Regions from separate parts of the Mus musculus genome. Here regions 2, 3 and 4 are each linked to region 1. A link is a contact called in public targeted proximity ligation data. All regions are on one chromosome and are shown on one strand. The core of a region is the stretch at or near the end of the contact, and the rest is flanking DNA. Distances in the headings are between cores, read along the strand shown. Region 1 holds the start of Ighmbp2 (immunoglobulin mu binding protein 2). Region 2 overlaps Ppp6r3 (protein phosphatase 6, regulatory subunit 3). Region 3 overlaps Ppp6r3 (protein phosphatase 6, regulatory subunit 3). Region 4 has its middle 15 kb from the start of Gal.

Region 1 (3,357 bases), core at 372-2,871:
GGATGATACAAGCCCCCAGGGAACACGTACCAGAGGTGAAGCTGTTGCTAGGAAGCACCACTGCAGGTCCAAACTTCCTGGGCTCAAAGGTGACCAGCCGCTGCCCATACAGCCCTGTGCGCTGGCTGGATACCTGAAGCTTCAGCAAGCACACCCCTCGGCTCTGAAGCTCTCTCAGAGAACTGTGTTCCTGCCAGGACCTAGAAGACACCAAGCAAAACAGCTTCACTGTGCCTGCACAAGGGAGAAAGGAGTTCTGCTTATAGGCATTACGTATGCCCCAAAAGAACTCCGGATCCACTCTACTCCAATCCTACCTCTCCCCCACACCCCACGGGACAGGTACTGCCTAACTTGCTCCAAGTCAGCCAACACAGAATCTTATCATGTCTCTTTGCCATCTGCCATCTGTCTTTTGGGGCCCTCCCATTTATACCTGACTCTCTCTCTGCTTCTTACCACCAACACCCTAAGTGTGGTTCAAGGTCCCAGTTTGGCTTAAAGCATATCGCTTCATTCTCACAGCAAGCACATGGTGTGGGAATCACATGCCTTCACAGACATGTATGGGAAGGCCTAGTACACAATTCCATAGTCACACAGCCACAACAGCAAAACCTCTCCCTCATCATGACTGACAGACTCTCAGTCAACCAATCTACAGATTACACATCTGTAATCTCACAGACTGACTTCACGTCCTGCCTCCACGTGGGTTACCCTGGGTCAGTTACTTCGCCAGCCTTTGTCTATCCTTAGGGAAATGCATTACAGGAACTGCACTGTGGGATAGAGAAGTGGTGGCTCTGTCTGTTGCAGGCCTGTAGATATTCTCCTGAAACAACATGGCTCTTCAGGAATGCTCAGGCACCATACATGACATAGGCTTCATTAACTTTCCTCTAGGAAGCTGCTCTCTGGCACACCCCACTCCCTGGATCCCGAAGAAAACTTGTCCCACTCCCCATCTAGCACTGACCATCCTGTTAAGTCTCTCTCTTTCTTTCTTTCTTTCTTTCTTTCTTTCTTTCTTTCTTTCTTTTTCTCTCTCTCTCTCTTTTTTTTCCCTTGGGGTGGGGGGCCTCACTACAGGGTCTCCTGTAGCCCGGGTTGACTTCAAATTGGCTACGTAGCCAAAATGTGATCTTGAACTCCCGATCCTTTTGCCTCGACGCCCCGAAGTGACGCTGCTGTGCGGTCTTCTCCTAGGGCTGTCTCTGTGTGTTAGCCATTCACCCAGCCAACACTAGACTGGCTCCAGGCGGTAACTAAGGAGAGCTACAGAGGGCCTGGGACCTGCGGCCAAACTTACCTGCGCTCCTCCACCTCGGCGTCCCGCTCCAGCTCCAGCAGCTGTAGCTGCTGGGCCACGAAACTCTCCACGGTGGACGAGGCCATCTGCTCCGCGATGCAGCCCCTGACTGATGCTTCCTGCTCGGCCAGTTTAGTCCTGTGGGACCCGAGTTCCAGTCGGACCGTGTTCCCCACTGGACCAGAATCCGCAAAAGGCCCTGCGCTCCCAGCCAGGGCGCGGATTCCCGGCCGGTCCGTTTCCTGCGTTCCCCGCCAAGCCAGTGATTGCAGTAGGATCCCTGTTTCCCTGCTCCAGGTGTTCCCTACTGAGTTTGTGTGTTGACGCACAAGGTTCGCGCTGCTTCCGCTTCCGGTTGGGACTGTGGAAACATGGCTGCTGCCATAGCGGCCTCGGCATTGCCGGGCGCCTTCGGGCGGCTGGTGTCTGTGTGTAGCCGTAGCATCTTGGCATCCCAGGGATCCGGATCAGGTGAGACCAGGGAGGCCTGGTGAGGGAAGAAGCTAGCGGTGCTTCCGCCGTCTGCCGCCCGTGTGTCTGAGTCCACCTTGGCTCCTGGTGTGTTGGTTATGAGAGTCGTGAATATGGCACAGGGTTTGGAGTACGAGAACCTGGGATGAGAACGTGGTTCCTTCCGTTCATTGCTTAATACTGAGAAGTGCTCTTAAACTTAAGTGTAGGTCCTATAGTACAGGGACACAAATGGGTGTAGACAAATGACCTACCCAGGGTCATACAATGGGGATGTAAAGAAAGCGAGTTAGAAGCTGCTAAGTAGAGCATGGGTGTGGACAGTTGTCCTCGGGCTGCTAGCCACCCTCGGATCAGGAAAAAAAAAAATGACGTTGAAGAAAGGAGTGAGTGATTTTAATGTTAGTCTATCTTGAAACATAACAAGTAATGTGCCCTTAGTTTTGTTGACCCAGACCTTTTAGTTTGTGTATGTGTTATGTGTATGTATGTGTGCAGGTGGGTGTACATGCCCGTGTGGAGACCAGATGATGATGTCAGGTGGACACTGTTGTGTTCGACCTTTTCAGTTTCTTTCTTTATTTTTTTTTAAGACTTATTGTGATGTTTGTTTCGGGGGGGGGGGGGGAGGGTCCTTTCTGTGCATTTAAGTGAAGGTGCCTTTGGAGTCCAGAAGAGGGGGTCAGATGTTAATCCATAGATGATAGGAGAAAGGCCACCAACTCAAATCATCGTAGCCAAATTAATTAAAGCAAGCTTTTTCACTTGGGTATGCAGGCTGCCTCCACCTAAGACAGGGTTCAGGAGGTCAGCATTGGACACCCCTGAAATCAGGGTTTCTATAGTTCAGGGATAGGAGGTTTCCAAATGGGGGTGAAGCAGAACATAAGCGTAACCGGTTGGTCACAATAACCTTCTGAAACAAAAGTGCAGTTGCAAGGTAGTCGTAACAACAGGTTGTAATAATAACTTTGAAACAAAGGCATAGTTGCCGTTTTCCGGGACAGGTGGTATAAACCCATTTGTAGTTAAGGTGTGGCATAACCCAATCCTTGAGAAACAGATTTAATCATAAACAGAAATGAATCTACTTTTTCTCTACTATAAGATGGCTTTCCAGCTTAAGATAGAAGTATGCTGGTTTATCACAGATCCCTGGAGCTAGAGATGCAGACACTTGAGGCCTTCCATGTGGGTGCTGGGAACCAAACTTTATCTTCTACACGAACGGCAGCTACTCTTCCACTGACCTATTTCTCCAACCCCTCTCCACCTTATTTCTAAAGGTTTCTCAGTGAATCTGGAGCTGGCTATTTGGTTAGACTGGCTAACCAACAAGCCCTCAAGATCTGTTTGTCTCCACCCCCAGTGCTAGGGTAACAGAAGTACCTGGCATTTTATTTTAGTGCTGGTGACCTGAACTCAGGTTCTTACAGTGGGATAGCAGACACTTTACCCACCGAGCCATCCCCAGTGCTCCCCTGGACTGTTCACAGACAAGTTGTAATACAGTAGGTTAAACCATATGCTAGCAACAGATCTTTACATGTCATCAGAGTAACTACCCACCATGT
Region 2 (3,357 bases), core at 528-3,027, 240 kb after region 1:
CCCCCAGCACACAGGAGCCCAGTGGCCAACATAACAGCACCCCCAGCAGTTTAAATCTCTACTCACATTCAGAACATCTTGCCTGGGTTGTGGAGGCTCAATACATGTCAAGAGCCTGAGCAATAAATCCATGATAGCAGAAGTTCCTATGTGCTTTATAATGAGATCCACAAAATCACGCTTCTTTTTCAAGAAATCCACAATCTAGAGGAAAACAAATCAAACTGAAAGATACATAACTTCAGATATACAATCTAGAATAACCAACATTTCTCAAATCCTGCTAGATAGCTTAAGAGCAAGCAAGCAAGCAGGTACCGAATCGGCAAGCACATGGGGAATCTGGCTAACAGCTGCAATATTCAAAACCCTTAAAGTTGACATGCATCCCCATTACAAATGAAGCTGACTGAACCTTTGCCTTCTGTTTATTTTCATTGTTCATTCCCTAGCAACAGCTATCTACAAACCTACAAACAGCTAAAGAACATACAATTTGGGGCGGGAGATGGTTTAGCAATTAAGAGCACCGGCTGCTCTTCTAGAAGACCCAGATTCAATTCCCAGCATCCACATGTTGGCTCACAACCAGCTGTGACTCCAGTTTTGGGGTGAGTCAACACCCTTTTCTGGCCTTGGTGGGCACCAGACATATACATGGTGCACATACATGTAGGCAAAACACCCATATACATAAAATGAAACAAATATTTAAAAAATACATATACTACTTTATGAAACAATCCTATAAGACTTAAAATTAAAATGCAGAATATTTTAAAACGAAGGGAGATTCAAAGCAAAGCTGTTTCTAAGTAGCTAACCTGCCTGGTCACAAGGTGATTTAGGCTGCACTGCTGCATGTATGACTAACAGGAGGTTGGGAAGAGGGGGCTGTGCTGAGTGGGAAAGAACTTGGAATGCAAATGATGCTCTGTCCTGCACCACTTCCTATGTCTTCTTATTTGTGTCAGTGAGCCAACAGCATCTATTAAAACTCCACCACACGTCCTAGGAGAGCTTAGCAAAGTGGTAGAGTTTTTTGTTTCTTTTTTAAAGATTTACTTGTTTATTTATGTATATGAGTACACTGTAGCTGTCTTCAGACACACCAGAAGAGGGCACTGGATCCCATTTACAGATGATTGTGAGCCACCATGTGGTTTCTGAGAATTGAACTCAGTACCTCTGGAAAAACAGTCAGTGCTCTTAACCACTTAGCCATCTCTCTAGCCCGATAGGGTTTTTGTTTCTGCTACAAATTTTCACTAAGCCCTGGAAGGTGAAGATTCATTGTTCTAGATGAGAAATCCTAGGCTCAGACATGTTAGTATCTGCTACAAGTGAAAGGAAACTGTCCTGGGATTTAAACTAAGATCTGCATGCCATGAGAGTCACAGGACTGCTACTGAGCTGCACAAAGAATGTTAACAGCCAGAAAGAACAGCTAGAACTACAACTGCCAAGTAACTTCAAAATGAGTCACTATACTGTTTGTGTAGACGATGTCAAATGGACACACCTCTTCAAGGAGTGGCAGCCATGCCAGTCACAGCTGAGTTCTACAGTAGTCTTTGAAAGGCAGCAAGAGAGAAGGAAAAAGTCACACATGACCAACTACACATGACCAAACTACACCCTCATTTCATGGCAGAAACATTGGTCCTAGAGCCTACACGCACAAAGCTTAGCTGGTGCTATGAACAATACAGCATGGACCACAAGCCGATTTCATTGTCGAAGACTAAACCATTCAACACTGCCAACAGTTGGACACCCTGTTCTAAAGGCTGATTACACCATGTGAATGTGGACTTTTGTCAGCACTGGCAGTGCCTAAGTCCTAACCAACACTACCAAGCAACAGGAAACAAGCTTTTATTAAAAGACAAAAGCAGCTACATAAGCAACACTGCTGTACTCTCATTATCATCCAAGGACTTGAGGCTAGAGAGACAAGGAGCAACCAGGTGACAGACAGGACTCTTCTTCATTCAGGGTTCAACTGACACACATCATCATTGTCAGACAGATAATACAACTGACTGAGCTCTGGTATCAATAACACAGAGATTCAGAAATTCTTCCACGTATTTTCATGATTTGTCTTATATACACCAGAAATCATAGCTCCTCAGCCTGGGTCTAACAGCAGATATAAGATAAAAACATAAGCCGGGCGTGGTGGTGCACACCTTTAATCCCAGCACTCGGGAGGCAGAGGCAGATGGATTTCTGAGTTCCAGGACAGCCAGGGCTACACAGAGAAACCCTGTCTCGAAAAACCAAAAAATAAATACAAAATAAAAAAAGATAAAAACATAATGAAGCATGCCTTACTGATGGAGGCACCCATCTCTGAACTAACTGTGCCAGGGTATATGATGGCTTGCAATTGCCAATGATATTTTGATTGCTATGTGGAGGGCAGAATGGGAGACATTTACACTACTGAGACCATAACTTAGGGATTGTGATTCAAGGCAAAGGATCTTCCTACCAACACACTTGGGAAAGTTGCCCTTGTATTCAAATAAAAACCTTACCTGAACACAAAGAACACCATCTTTCTAAAATAAAACATGGTCCCTGACTTAACAGAGAACAGAACATAATGGGCCCAAAATAGTTTCAGTTCTATCATGTGTGCCGACCACAGAGCAAGACCAAGTAACTGGAGACTACTGCCCACCATGAAGAGTAAACAGCAGGTCTGAATGGCTTGACCATGCTCATCTCTGCTTGCTGCAACTGATCTGTCAGCTTGCACTCAGCATCCGCTGCTCTAGCTGTTTCTTGGAAGTGAGCTCTTGCACCTTCACAACAATATCCACTAGAGAAATGGTTCTCCAATTCCAGCAGGCAATAGCATGAACTGAAATGAAAGATGCGCTAGAAACCCCCACTGTCAAGACTCCTGCACAGCAATCTTTTAAAAAAATCTCAGTAGATGCTGTTGACACTGATCCAAAGGTCACACTTGGTGAACCATTCCTTGGGAACGGCATTTCCACGTAAGTCTGAATTAGAAAGGAAAAGGTGTCAAGGGGTGGTATCTATAAGAATACTGAGATGTATTATCCAGTGCGATAGACTAGGACTGCTGAGACACAAGGGCATCCAGGTATCTAAGCTAAAATACATTACCAAAGTGTAAAAAGCACTAGTCAGGAGGAATTCATCTTCAGGAATACCTGATTCTAGCTTCTCTTGAGATCATCATTAGGGAACTAAACAAAGCCAACTGTTAAATCCAAAGGGTCATTAGATATGTACTCAGATTCAACCTGCTACTCTCACAAAAATGCTTGTGATTATGTGTCCAGAGAAGAAATCAAAGTCTGCTAACAAACACAG
Region 3 (3,357 bases), core at 217-2,716, 190 kb after region 1:
AATCTTTCTAGACCTTTCTTTTGTTCTTTTTTTTCCCCCCAAGACAGGACTTCTCCATGTAGTCTTGGCTGTCTTTGAATCCAAGAGATCTGCCCACCTGGGATTAAAGGTATGCTCAACTACTGCCTGGCCCAAATCCTTCCTTCTCATCATCCTGTACACACCAGAGCTTAGGATGTTGACTTCCACTGTCTATGTACAAACTCCTGATATGGCTTCTGGTTTGAAAAAAAGTTTTTCTGAACTAGGAGGATGTTGCTGACGAGACACTTTTTGCAGGACAGAGATGGTTCTGTGAGTAAAAGTGCTTCCTGTCAAGCCTGACAAGCTAAATTTGACCCCCCAGGATCGGTAACCAAAAACAAACAACAAACAAACAAACACTGATCACTCCAAGATGCAAGCACAAACATGTCTACCCTAAATAAACAAACAAACAAACAAACAAATAAATAAAATTTCATTAAGTTACTTGCAAAGGAAAACCAAGTTAAAAGAAAAGAAGAAAAAAAGAACATGGGATCAACTTCCATGGCTCTTGTGTAAAGAGTCATGCTGCTAAAGGCAGAGTGGACCAGAACATCTTCCCTTTTATTATTTTTTGCTTGTTTATTTAATGTATGTGGGTGTTTTGCTTGCACCATTTCTGTGCCTGGTACCAATAAAGGCCAGAAGAGGGCACTGGATCCCTCAGAACTGAAGTTGCTATGGCTACAAGCTGTCCTGTGGTACTGGGAATCTAACTCAGGTCTTCAGAATAAACAGCAAGTGTTCGTAAGCACTGGCTCATCTCTCTAGTCCTCCATCCATCCATTTTTTTTTCCTTTTGATTTTTTTGAGATGGGGTTTCTCTGTGTAGCCCTGGCTGTCCTGGAACTCATTCTGTAGACCAGGCTGTCCTCTAACTCCGAAATCTGCCTGCCTCTGCCTCCATTTATTTTTTTAAATACTTAATTATTTTGTCCTGCAAGTTCAGCTTACATTGGTGGTGCCATGTGCAAGTCTCATGAAAATCACTTGGCATGGCAAGCCGTGGCTCACCTGGACCTCCTCTGGGATTCGGGAGTAAATGCAATGTGCTTCTCCTCCCAGATATCCTCTTCATCAGAGCCGCCATCATCAAATTGTTGTATCCGTTCTTTACAACATGCTTCAAACAGGGCAATATTTCCCTACAGAAAAAAAGTAAAGAAAAGAGAAAAATACAACTGAAGTCAGAACTGTTTTCTCTCCCAAATTACCAGGGAAAATTGTGTTTTTATATTTGCTTTTCAAAAAATGGTACCTATTACATATGCCCAAATCAAGCATAAACATAAAAATAAAATGTTAGCTTCTGTGTAAGTAACAAAAAATTCCTGAGAAAGATTGGATTTAGCATGAAAAAGGCCTGAATATGAGCTCACTTGTTCCTCACAGGACTGCCCATTTCATTCTGAGCTTCCTCTTTGATCAAAGATAAGTCTTCAATATGACCAACAAGGAAATGACATGGGTCCTTCCTGTTACCAGCCCAGGAAGTCATAAAGAGCTGCTATAACCTGACGAGTTATTCTACCTCACCAACAGCAAGTAAAAGTAGATTCTCATGATATTCAACCTAAAATCAGAACGGCCCCATTAAAATGCCACAAATGTCTTGTTTGTAAGAGAAGCCTGGCAGAGAGCTTGATATTGACCCAAGTTATGTTCTTTTCATGCAACAGAGATGAGAAACCAAGGCCAAATGTCTGTGGTACAATCACAGTGGCAGGGTCCTATTAGCCAAGGTTGCAAACTCCTACTTGCAGGTCCAGGCAGACATAATGTGATGATACTCATTAGGATAACTGGGATGTGGGATCCCATAGGGCAAAAGAGCCTACAGCTCGGGACAACCATCTGCAGCCTCCGGCAACACTCAGCACAATTCTCCACTTCTCCAGAGGCACAGCACGACAGAAAGCGTTTATACTCACACTTTCACAACACAACACAACACACAACACAACACAACACAATTCTCCACTTCTCCAGTGGCAGAGCACAACAGAAAGCGTTTATACTTACACTTTCATTTGTATTGAGAGTAAAGTTGATATCTGACACCCGATCAAAAGAAACACTATAAAGAAAACATAAGAAGAATTGTTGTCATCCATAGGTGGCTATAAACAGTGCTCTGAAATCCTCAAAATTTCAAGTATTTCTATTATCAATGCACTCTCGGTGAGTAATGCACAAACCCTCCGTGCTGTATTCAATGGTGCCCTCCCTGGTACTAAAGAGTGGATACAGGGAAGAGTTGAGATGGGAGCAGTGGAGATGATGCTTTGAGGCCGTGACAGCCTTTCAACAACACATTTCTAACTTCTGTGCTAATTATGGTTGCAAGGATCACATCAACAAAACCAAGAAAAAAGCTTCCAAACAATCAAGTCCAAACATGAAAAAGCACAAAAGCATTGTTAGGTACTAGGACCGATTCGTACATGAAACACACAGGCAATCCTGCCATCCTGCCTCCTTGAAAGCATGACAGGGATGGGTAAAAGCAGCCATGATGAGCTACATGATTATAAATGGTGGGACAATGTTATTAATCATCAAAGCTCCATTCTAACCAGTTATCAGGCTAAGCATTTGTTCTAAAAGAGAATGTCAATTCTGAACTAGTAAAACTAGAGTCCAGATGGGAAAAATCCAAGATGTCAAGAGGAGATGGGGTAGGGATGAGGGTCTGTGTGTGTGTCTGTGTGTGTGTGTATTCTGATCCTATGTAGATTGTTCACATAGCAAACAGATAAATGCCTTGTATAGTGTTTTTCTTTCTGGATAGAAATAAGCCAATGAGGGAGGTCGCTGGGTGTCTTAGTGCATGCTGTTCACAGTAGAGCCTCTGCTCCAGACTGCCTGTAGAGCATGTTCATGCAGTGCACTGTGAAAAGATTTTAGCTTCCCAGAGTCCAAACTCAATGTGTAATAAAACACTCTACACTAGCTCAAGTCCAATACCTGCTGCAAACTACTGCTACGGTGCCTCAGTGGACAGTCACTACCTGAGATATCACAGTGGCTTAAAATTTCCCTTCACCTCTGCTCTCAATAACCAACGATCTTCATATTGGGTGGTTGTTCTCATTCCCAGGCAGGATGCAAGATGCTGGTCCTCCATTCTGCCAGTCATCTGTACATCTCCTTTCTCTGCTCTGCCAGTTTCTAATTCCCTCTCTGCCTCTGACCCCGACTGCAGGGCAATGGTTAAAGTACTTGGCTTTTGTAAAATAACCCAAACCTCCTTCCTTATAGGGACTTCCCCAGAGCAGAGAACACATACAAGCAAGGCTGGTTGGTCCTGCTGCCCTGATCATCTGCAAG
Region 4 (3,357 bases), core at 257-2,756, 150 kb after region 1:
TCTTGATGGTTGGGTAGCTGTGGGTGGTGCCATCCCAGGAGATGGGATGGCTGTGAGCCTGACAGACCATGGTAAGCAGGAAATGGTAGCATTTGTGTCTCCTGTCTGAGCCCTGCCTGAGTCCTGCCCTGACTTCTTCTCCTCAGAGATTGAATGTGACTGGGACTTGGGAGCCAAGTCAACCCTTTCCTCTCCAAGTTGCTTTTGGTCAGGGTTTTGGCATAGAAGCTAAGTAGAACAGCCCCTAACTCAGCAAGATCTTTAAGGGGAGGGACATTTGAGAAAAGTACACAGAGGGAATCTCAGGATGTATGGAAAAATAGAACGATCCTGCATCGTGGCTCTGCGGGCACCCAGGACAGCCCATAGCAGATGGCAGAGAGAGACCGAGCAGCCCCACACCCAGGCTCCGTGGGCAACCAGGCAGCCTGTCCTGTGGCTGACAGGATCTGAGCTGGCAGCAGCAGCCTCAATCCTCACTCTGAACCGCAGTGATCATCACAGTGACCTAGAGCTCGCCAGGACTCTGAGGAGCTACAGAACGCGTCAGAAGGGTCGCAGTGTTCTCCTGGCTGTCCTGACAGCCATGGGCTTATGTAACCATCAAAGCCCATTTTTCATATTAAGTGACGCAGATGCCCTGCCAGGTCGTAAATGACTCTGCCGATCTCCCAGCCTCACCAGCTTGTCAATGTTACAGATTTGGGAAACTGAATTTTGTAAAAAAAAAAAAAAAAAAAATCAAATTACTTTTGGAAGGATTTATAAAGAGTCAGTATTTTGAAGATAATATTCCCTCTAGTTCCCCCCCCCCAAGAGGGGGTTTTCTATAGCTCAGGCTGGCCTCCAAATTGCTCCGTAGCTAAGGATGGCCCTTACAGCCAAGGGACTTGTTTTGGAAATACTTAATAACAATAACTTTCTAATCACAGATCTCTCTCTTTCCCTAACAAATTTGGTTTCCCCAACAAAGCAAGCCTTTTTTCTTGCTGCCCTTCATGGCATTTTCTTTAAAACAAAACTAAGACCTCACCAACCAAGCCCCATGCCTGATGACCAGAGTCCGATCCCCAGAGAATCCATGAGGCAGAAGGGGAGAAGCAGCTGTGTGCTTGTGTTCCTGCCAAACAATTCAGTAAAAAAGCACTAACAGTTTTACTGAAAAGACAGAAAGGAAGAAAAAAGCAGCAGGCAGGGACTGCCACTCAGTGGAGAGAATGTTTACCTGGCACACAGACCCCAGGTTCCTTCTCAGAATGAAGGAAAGAACAATGGAAATCAAATTGTAAAGAAAGCCCCACACCATGCCTAACAGGGCTTTGTCTCTCACAGAGGTGAGCGGGACTCCTTGCCCTGAGGCTGCAGAGATGGCTCAGAGGCTAAGAGCTTAGTTTCCAACACCAGTGTGGCAGCTCACTGTCACACTCCAGTCCCAGGGCAACTAGGACCCTCGTCTGATCTCTGAGAAAATCCAAACACACATGCAAGGCCACAGATGGCGATGACAAAATTGACTGAGGCACAGTGCATGCTGGGTAGGGGCGGGGTGCTCAGCCTCCCAGCAGGACCAGAGCTGAGGGCTGTGGTCTCACTGACTGACTGTTCTGGAAACCCGTTTTGCTCTTCGAAGGAAGCTTGGTTCAGCTGTGTGGCATTTGAGACTCTGTCTTGGACTGTTTTTTTAAAGATTTATTTATTTTATTTTATGTGTCTTGTCGTTCTCCCTGCCTGTATGTATGTATATCATGTGGATGGCTGGTGTCTTGAGAAGCCAGAAGGACAACAGATCCCCAAGGATTGGAGTTACAGATAGTTGTAAGCTGCCATCTGGATGCTGGGAATCGAACCCAGGTCCTCTGAAGAGTAGCCAGCACTCTTACCCATTGAGCCATCACCTCCATCTCAAAACCTAATTAAGCAAAATAAAAATAATGAGTTAAGTGTGGTAGGGCATTCCTATAATCCTAACACTCAGGAGGTCAGCCTGAGCTACATATGGAGACCCTGTGTCAAAAAGAGGAGTTGGTAAAGAAGTGGCTCGGTGGGTGAAAGGGTTCATTGTGGCATCGTGGGCATTAGAGCATATGGACTTGGCTCTGTGCCAAAGCACCTGTCCTGTCAGCCTGTGGTGGCGCACGCCTTTAATCCCAGCACTCAGGAGGCAGAGGCAGACAGGTTCAAGACCAGCCTGGTCTACAGAGTGAGTGCTAGGACAGAAAGGGCTACATAGGAAAACCAAACTGAACCATCCAAACCAAACCAAACCCAACCCAAACAAGAGCATGTGTTCTTGCAGTAGACCTGAGTTCAGTTCCCAACACTCACAGCCATCTCTAGCTCCAGGTCCAGTTCCAAGGGCTCAGATGGCCTCTTCTGACCTCCAGGGGCACCAGGCATGTATGTGCACATACATACATTCATACACGGAGGCAAACATCTGTGCACATTAAAACCAGCAAGCAGGGCAGGGCTACATACAGGCCTCTAACCCCACTGCTAGGGCCTGGAGGCAGGAGGATTGTGGCTGCCAGCGTAGGTCCAGGTTCCGTGAGAGGTGTTGACTCAAAGGACAGAGCCGGATGTAAGACGTCCTCTGTGCAGGTACCACACACTCTTGTGCACACATTTGCACATGCATGCACACACATGTGCAGGTAACACACACACACACACACACACACACACACACACACACAGCTGGGCTGGCTTACTCTGGTGTTCTTAGCAGTGAGGAAGCGGTGGCAGAAGAGCCGGGGTTTCACACCAGCCTCAGCTGCACAGTGAGTCCCCGGCATGGGTACCTGAGACCTTGTCTTAAAATATAAAACTAAGGGGAAGTAAGGCTTAATGAGCCCACAGGGGCAAGCTGTACTGTTCAGCACGACCTTCCCCTGCACACTGCACACTCGATGATGGGCTGTGTTTGGTCTTAGCTGATGCGTGTATCTCAGTGGGTACAGTTCTGTGTGTGAGATAGTGGCCGGTGGGGATGCTTGTGTACCTGTAAAGTGTTGTAACATCACTGTGCGCAGTTGTGAGTGTGGGCTTGCTACCTGTGTGCCCCCTACCTTGTGCCTCTAGTAACCTCCACTCATCTCACCCCTCCCCCGCCAGGCCATCAAAGGCGAGGATGCCACCAAGGAAGGATAGAGCCCTGGGGGAGGCAGGGCCTCAGGCTTGTCACACAGGTGGGGAGTGGCTCTCTTCTCTGTTTCTCTGAGTGGTGGCACTCAACTCACTGTCCCAGCTGTGGCCCGTCCTAGTGCACTTGCCACCTTAGACGATGTGCTGGCCTTTCACTGAGACAGGCCACACCCTGTCCTCCTCTCCCGTCTCAGCCACGCAGACAGCCCCGTG

What was found.
Region 2: a targeted proximity ligation map of pancreatic cancer cells shows a contact between it and region 1. A contact is called at or near these places in 1 of 39 promoter capture datasets (cranial neural crest) and 6 of 130 datasets of targeted methods (the 230-238 cell line, the NIH/3T3 cell line, the SCID.adh cell line and 3 more).
Region 3: a contact with region 1 is called in a targeted proximity ligation map of bone marrow-derived macrophages, with 2.2 times the contacts expected there. A contact is called at or near these places in 3 of 39 promoter capture datasets (the C10 cell line, cranial neural crest and frontonasal cranial neural crest), 9 of 130 datasets of targeted methods (the 230-238 cell line, the NIH/3T3 cell line, the SCID.adh cell line and 3 more) and 3 of 9 other capture datasets (adipose tissue, liver and pancreatic islet).
Region 4: a targeted proximity ligation map of the SCID.adh cell line shows a contact between it and region 1, with 12 read pairs. A contact is called at or near these places in 9 of 39 promoter capture datasets (the C10 cell line, cranial neural crest, embryonic stem cells and 6 more), 67 of 484 Hi-C or Micro-C datasets (the 3T3-L1 cell line, the 63-12 cell line, the AML12 cell line and 44 more), 21 of 130 datasets of targeted methods (the 230-238 cell line, the NIH/3T3 cell line, the SCID.adh cell line and 15 more) and 4 of 9 other capture datasets (adipose tissue, embryonic stem cells, liver and 1 more).

What each region holds. Positions count from the first base shown.
Region 1 is chr19:3,281,389-3,284,745 of GRCm38.p6, forward strand. It overlaps Ighmbp2 (immunoglobulin mu binding protein 2), which reads right to left and starts at 1,622. Exons shown (of 15, transcript NM_009212.2): 1 at 1,313-1,622; 2 at 31-200. The coding sequence starts at 1,398. Mrpl21 (mitochondrial ribosomal protein L21) reads left to right here and starts at 1,654. Exons shown (of 7, transcript NM_001347420.2): 1 at 1,654-1,783. The coding sequence starts at 1,684.
Region 2 is chr19:3,518,179-3,521,535 of GRCm38.p6, forward strand. Ppp6r3 (protein phosphatase 6, regulatory subunit 3) reads right to left here. Exons shown (of 24, transcript NM_028999.1): 5 at 67-204. Among named protein-coding and RNA genes, the nearest start is that of Gm23940, 30 kb to the left of the region's middle.
Region 3 is chr19:3,469,930-3,473,286 of GRCm38.p6, forward strand. Ppp6r3 (protein phosphatase 6, regulatory subunit 3) reads right to left here. Exons shown (of 24, transcript NM_028999.1): 17 at 2,050-2,104; 18 at 1,042-1,172. Among named protein-coding and RNA genes, the nearest start is that of Gm23940, 19 kb to the right of the region's middle.
Region 4 is chr19:3,428,140-3,431,496 of GRCm38.p6, forward strand. No RefSeq gene overlaps it. Among named protein-coding and RNA genes, the nearest start is that of Gal, 15 kb to the left of the region's middle.